Linked DNA regions of Acanthopagrus latus: region 2 is linked to region 1. A link is a contact called in public Hi-C data. All regions are on one chromosome and are shown on one strand. Each heading gives the region's core, a stretch centred on a gene start, on an enhancer-like site or on the middle of the called end of the contact. The rest is flanking DNA. Distances are from core to core; before and after follow the strand shown. Region 1 holds the start of LOC119005623 (integrin-linked protein kinase). Region 2 holds the start of p4ha3 (prolyl 4-hydroxylase subunit alpha-3).

What was found. A called contact is a pair of places that touch in the nucleus more often than the background predicts.
Region 2: a contact with region 1 is called in a Hi-C map of liver, with 2.3 times the contacts expected there. The contact joins the promoter of p4ha3 here to the promoter of LOC119005623 in region 1. A contact is called at or near these places in 2 of 4 Hi-C or Micro-C datasets (liver and muscle).

Annotation. Positions count from the first base shown.
Region 1 is chr2:8,242,812-8,246,254 of fAcaLat1.1, reverse strand. LOC119005623 (integrin-linked protein kinase) reads left to right here and starts at 1,734. Exons shown (of 13, transcript XM_037073409.1): 1 at 1,734-1,889. It overlaps rrp8 (ribosomal RNA-processing protein 8), which reads right to left and starts at 756. Exons shown (of 8, transcript XM_037073400.1): 1 at 556-756; 2 at 336-445. The coding sequence starts at 440.
Region 2 is chr2:8,420,814-8,424,256 of fAcaLat1.1, reverse strand. It overlaps p4ha3 (prolyl 4-hydroxylase subunit alpha-3), which reads right to left and starts at 1,498. Exons shown (of 14, transcript XM_037074912.1): 1 at 1,415-1,498. The coding sequence starts at 1,468. It overlaps or129-1 (odorant receptor 129-1), which reads right to left. Exons shown (of 2, transcript XM_037078094.1): 2 at 3,063-3,443. The coding sequence ends at 3,063.

The DNA.
Region 1 (3,443 bases), core at 485-2,984:
AGCATCAGTAAGATCCATTACAAAGAGGTGTATCCTATCTGGCCTGGGTAGTGATACGATTCGGCTTTGGTTCAGAGTCACTGGGTCACATGATGTGGAAGCCATTGAAAGAAATGCTGAATTGTAAATGTGGAGAGGTAAAGGTATATAGCATGGAAATACTAAAGTACAAGCAAGTACCTCGAAATTGCACGTTTGCACAGTGACTGAGTAAACATACTAAATTACTTTCCACAACTGAATAAAGCCATGTAGTACACACCATTAAAGGACGGTATGGAAACAGTGTCTGTGCCTCTCTTGCAGCAGGTAACTAAACTGAAGGTATTTCTCACCTTGACATTAGCGCTGCTGTTATTCTTCTGAGTATTCTTCAGGACAGCTTTGCTCAGAGCCTGAGCGTCTTCTTCGTCACTCCAGTCTTCATCCTCATTAAACATGCTGACTGTAAGAAACAAACACACACCTGTAAACCACTGCTGGAGATCCAGAGGACCACCCTGCTACTGTCACTTCTCTACTCCTTCACCAAGCTAACTCTGCTAACTCACTCACCTGTTCGTCTCCGAGGCGCCGAAACAAACTGCTTCACTTCACCGACTGCGTGTTTTATTGTTTGTTCAATAATGTTTTCTTTAACGAACAGATAGCGACTGTTAACATCTGCAGAAATGTCTTGTCAAGAGCAAAAGCCACGTTGGTTCTGCTCATGTGCGCGAAGGAAGCAAAACAGAATTACAGGCGCACGTGGATGACGACAGCACACCAGAGGATTATGGGACAGGAAGTTTTTAGCAATTATGTTGATTTAAAAATTTTTAATCAACTTTTACTGTCTTTGAATTTCATACTTTATTTAATTGAACAAATAAAAACATTGCTAAAAATATAAAAGATATCGAATATTTGAAAAAAAGAAAAGAATCAGCAGATGAATCCTTAATGTAAATAACTAATAACTGTATTCCTACACAGAATAGCTCAAATAATAAGCTTTAACTCAATCAGCATCAACAAAACTGTTTATGCACCTGTGCAAGTGTAATAATAATCTAATGACAAAACAGTATGACATTCACTGGGGCATTGTTTCTGCACAAGTTTTACTTTTGAAATTTTTACTACATTTTCATGATTATACTCACATACTTTGTCAATGTAGGACTTTTACTTGTAACAAAGTATCTGTAAAGGCTAAAAATACTTCACCACTGGGGATACAGTTTTAATGTTTTAACAAACTTTAAAATACAAACTAACAAGCATTATAGATAGATCTGTTTTGTAGGACTAGATCAGAATCAGAAACAGATTTATTGCCAAGAAAGATTTTACACCAACGAGGAATTTGTCTTGGTGGGTGAGGTGCATGCCCTGAAGACAATAAACAATAAGCAAACGTTGACTATTATATATACACAGTACAAACAATATAAACAAACACAGACATGTGGGATGTGTGGGATGATTGATAAATAAAGTCGGGAGAGCTGTACAGAAATGACAAGATAGAAAAAATATCCCTAGTTGCATACTCGAGCCAAAGCTGCTAAGAGACTCTGTGGGATGGTCCAGTGAGAGATGGCATATAATATAACAGGACGTATTATCATAATGCTATAAGAGATGTGTGACGACATGCAAATAACTGTAATATAAAAAAAACTGTGACCTGAGGCTGTGAATATCTGACTTCCTGCAGTTCTCTCCACGGCCTGTAGGGGGCGGGGCGCTTCTCTCCCTCCACTACACGTTACCACCACGTACGTACGGCGGGCGGTGAGGGTGTGGACGACCCACAGCACTCAAACCCCAGGACACAACACAACGTTGCTAATAACTTCTGCTCTCTCTAAACTGCATCACGCCACAGCAGGCCGACACACCTGGTAGGTTCATCGGCGTATTTATTGTCAAACCTCGACATTGTGTTTTACCAGCGTCCATCTCAGTGAAGTCAGCGTCAAATGAGAGAAACGGAGGCAGTCCGCGACGTCAAGGGGGGTTGGGGTTGGGGGGCAAGTTGGTTAGCTTGTTAGCCAAACCTGCCTGTGTGTCATTTGGTCAACCAGAGGATGCTAGCTAATGTGTGAAGCTAATTGAGCCACTTCGAGTTAATTTGGTGTAAATGGAAGAACGCGATAGCACAGCCAGAGAGAAGTGGAAGGGATCACCTGCTAGCTAACTTAAACGAGCTAACTGTTCTCATGTGTTAGCCGGATAGCAGCGCAGCTAGTCAGACTGCTGTGGAGGCTGTGAACAGTTAACGGTGAAGTCACAACTGTCACACCGGATTGTTGCAGTGTTTATGTTAACTACATGAGCAAATCCTGCTGAATTACAGAGTCAACCTACAGGTCCGGATGTATTTAAACTTAAGCTGCAGTTTCAGTCATCATCTGCCTAATCTTTCTCATTATGAGTGCTTGGTTTATTTAGACAGTGAGTTTGCAGTGTTTTCTTTCATGCATGATAATAGTTACCTTAATGTAAAGTCAAGATTTTAATCCCAGGTCTTTGCTAGGTGTCATGCTACATTTGTTAACCCAGTCATAACATGTTGCTATCAATAAAGACTTGCATTCTGCTTTTTATTCAGCCAACGAGTCATATACTCATATGAACATTGTGTTCCTGAATCAACTGTTTTTAATGAAATTGTGTCTTACATCTTGATTATCAAATTAGGGCTCACATAACAATGAATGTCATTATCACATTAATCTACTGATTGTGTTTTTGTTTTTGTTTTTTATGTGTAAAATGTCGGATTTGATATCTAAGAACCTGCTGACATCTTCAAATGGCTTGTTTTGTCTGATCAATGACCCAAATTTACTATCAGTTAAACATGTCATATATGACAGAGAAAAGCTGTAAATCATCAGAACTGAGAGGATGTTAGTGCATAATGTGTGGTTTTCTTTTTCTTATTTCACTGATAGGTGACTGAAATTGCTGATATATTTCATTTAATCACTGAAGGAAAAAATAAAGAAGTACAGAAATTTAGTATTGATAGAACTTAGACAAAAGATTATTTTCACTGTCGATTAATCTATAGATTAAGTTCTTGATTAATTGATTGGTGTTTTGGTCTATAAAATGTTAGAAATCAGTGAAAAAAGATGATGTTCGTTTTGCCCATAACTCAGAGATACTTAGTTAGAGAAACATGGAGGAAACATTCACAATTAAGAAGCTTAAATCTGAGTTTAAAAAAAAAAAAAGCTCAAACAGATGAATTGTTTATCGAAAGAGTTAGTAAGGATTATTTATCTAGCCTGGTCTGCTGGGTGCGATTCACAGCCAAGTGTTGTGAGTCACAATAGCGTAAACTTCATACACACCCAGTGTTACTGAGGCGGATAAGATTACTCAGCACCAAGTTCCTTGGTTGCTTATTCTTCTCCTGTTGAGGTTTGTACAGCAGAATATGATGA
Region 2 (3,443 bases), core at 249-2,748, 180 kb before region 1:
GGAGAGAATTATTATTATTATTATAAATGATAATTATAAAAAACTCTCCTGGAGGGCCAAAACTGAAACTTAATGGTCGGCCACTGATCAGCATCTGATGTACTGTCTTGTAAAACTGGAAACAGACGACTTTTGAACCAATTTGCCACTCAGTCTTCATTTTCGTGCCTGATGACAGATCCGATATGATAGAGGAAGAGGTTGATAGAGAGCCAGTCTGAGCAATGATGGTGTCATTACTCTACAGACATCACGTCCTGTGATCAACATTTGCATCATAATGTTACATTAAAGCAAGTTTAAGATATTCCCAGTTTAAGATAAAAAATGGATCCCAATTTCCTTTATTTAACTCATGCATGTTCTAAGTTTTACTCTGCCCATTGTGACTGATAATGGAACATAATTAATAATTAGGGATCCTTAATATTTAAAGGGCATTTACATTCTTTTGCAAATTACATTAGATGATTACATTCTATAAATTAATTTTAATTTGGCGAGCCAGCGTCCTTATGTCGGGCCAACCTGGGTCCACGGGCCACACTTTGGGCCGCCCTGATTCAAACACAGTGGGAGGTGTTGAGGTGGAGAGATGCATGATAAAAACTAAACAGTATAAAAGAGAATTTAAAGGTTACCATTCTGATATTTTCACACAAAACGGATGCTCGTTTTATAATTGACTTAATGATAAAATAAATAAATGGTGTGATCTACAAATAAACATTCAGGGTAGCTTGCTTCTTCTTGGGATTTCATGATATGGTCAAAAAAATCATATTATTATTTGTTGCCCATGTGATACAATTTTTGATTAGCGATCTTATTTGTATGGAAATTTTAATTTTCACTGAAAAAAACTATTAAAAACATGATGATGTGGCAAATTGAGGGTTCTGTCCCAAGCAAACATGTTTTGCAGGTCATGTTGTGAGAAAACATGTTTGTTTACAACATGTTTCCTTACAACATGACCTGCAGGTCAGTCTGAGCACTGATGGTGTCATTACTCTACAGACATCACGTCCTGTGATCAACCTTTGCATCATAATGTTACATTAAAGCAAGTTTAAGATATTCCCAGTTTAAGATAAAAAATGGATCCCAAGTTCCCTTATTTAACTCATGCAGGTCATGTTGACCTGCAGGTCATGTTGTAAGAAAACATGTTTGTTACAACATGACTTGCAGGTCAGCAAATCAAAGTGCTCAATTATAAACTGGTTTTGTCCTACATTTAATCTTTAATAAAAAGATTGCAGCTTCTTGCAATTTGGTCATTGAACTTATGGCACTGTGATTGAATACACTTTCATGCAGCGGTTTTGCACCCAGGAGCAGTGAGCACACTGATTTGTGCTTTAAAATACCAGTATATAAATCAACAAGAGGTGTTTTAAACAAACATTACCTTTTGTGATCTGATGCTTCTATGTGTTTGTAATATAAATGAATCAGTGAGCATCACAGAGGGCCAAAAACATGATCTTGCCTGCCATCCCAGCCACAGTTAATCAGAAATCCTGCTCAATCAGCTAACATACTTTTTGAATGGCCGAACTTTATGTAGGGTGCCTTAAACTGACTCACTCAGTTGTGTAATCACTATTGATGCTGCTGGCACAGAATCACGGTAACTGCCTGGTTTATGTTTAACAGCTGCAGATCTATGAAGCAAAAAACTGTGCCAACGCACACACGAAACAAAAGTGTCACAGCTGCTTTCATGAGGTCACCTGAGGTTTAATCGAGTCATCAATCATTAATTCTTGTTCTCTTATTGACACGTTTCATAAGTCTGTAGTTCGATTAGAATGATATATGAAGTTGGTAAATGTTTTACAGGGTTTCTGCACAGCTGACCAAGTAAAATTTGAGACTAAGAATAAGTCTGGAGTGCTCGAGTTTAAACAGCACAAGATGAAGGAGCTCTTCCTTCTTCTTTTTAATGATATTCAACATGATATAGCTATCTAAATAAAAAGAGAGTCTTGAATTGTACATTAAAGACCTTAATATCACACAGAATTCAATTTAAAACCTGTTTTCCTGATCAAATCAACCAAAGTTTTAAAGCATGATGGAGAACCAGCAGAGACGAAACAATGATTTATTATGACATCACATTTTCTCAGAACTTCTCAGCAGTGGATAACAAGAATTTCTGTTAATATGATGACCCTGATGAGTTTGATAAAATAGAAGGATGGAGTAATAAGTAGTTAAGTTTGAAGAAAGGTTTTTCATAGATAGATCTTCATTTGTCATTGCTGCTATTTAGTGTTGCAAAATGTGTATTTTTGTGATGTGTTTTTGTTGTTTCTATGGTTTGATTGATTTTACTTGTTAAATTTTGTGAAAGGTGCTATATCAAACAAACATACTAATCACATACTACTTATTCACTTAAATAGGTAAAAACGGTAAAAGTCAATTTAGCAGCTTCGCAGCAGAGTGCAGCATAAATGCATATTTGATAAGTTAAAAACAAAACACCCTAAAGTTCAGAATGCCTTATTGGCTACAAAAAAAATGCAAATTAATGATTTAGATATTAATCCAAATTTTACTTGTCATTTTTAAAGTAACTAGTAAGCAGATTACATGGTGAAATGTCAACTTAAAATTACATATTTAAAAAACAACTACTACCTAAAAAGTAACCAAACAAATGACTTAATTACAATACTTTGAGCAGCTGTAATTAATTACTTTCATACCTGGTTAATTATTTAAACAACTGTAAAGGTTTTTAAACATCAGTTGCAACTTTACAAACAAACAGCTGCTTAGTAAATGGTTCATAAAGCGTGTTGTTGTTCATTATCAGTGAACAGTTTGTTGAATATTAACTTAAGTTTAATAAACTACTTATTTACCGTTTTTTAAGGACTGTTATGACAGTGTTACACTTTAATGTCTCCCCACATTCTGCAATAACATCTAATAACGAACATGACTGCCTACAGCTGGGAAGAAAGAAAAACATGTTTATTAAATATTCATCTCATTAATAACTCTTATTGTATTTTTCTTTAAATAGCTCTTTCAAGACTAGTTTAAAAAACAGACGAGTTGTTCTGCAGTTTGCCTCTGACACAGGGTTTTACTTTGTTCGAGCAGCAGAGAAACGTTTTCTCGATGTAGCTCCTGAGACTCTGGTCTCTAAAGCCGTAGATGAGCGGGCTGAGAAAGCGTGGAATTAGAATGAAACAGAAGTAATTAAAATAGGAAATGTCTTCTGGTCTCCAGTTGGAGTGCAGCACTATGAGAGTCTCAGTGATGGGGCTGGTGAAGGCCAACATGCACAGCAGCAGCTGGAAGCCATGCAGCAGCACAGTGTGCATGGCTTTACTCACAGACGCTGTGTCTTGTCTGAGCTTCCTGGTTTCCAGCAGGATTCTCACGTACGTAAAAAGGATGATAACAGCCACTACTGC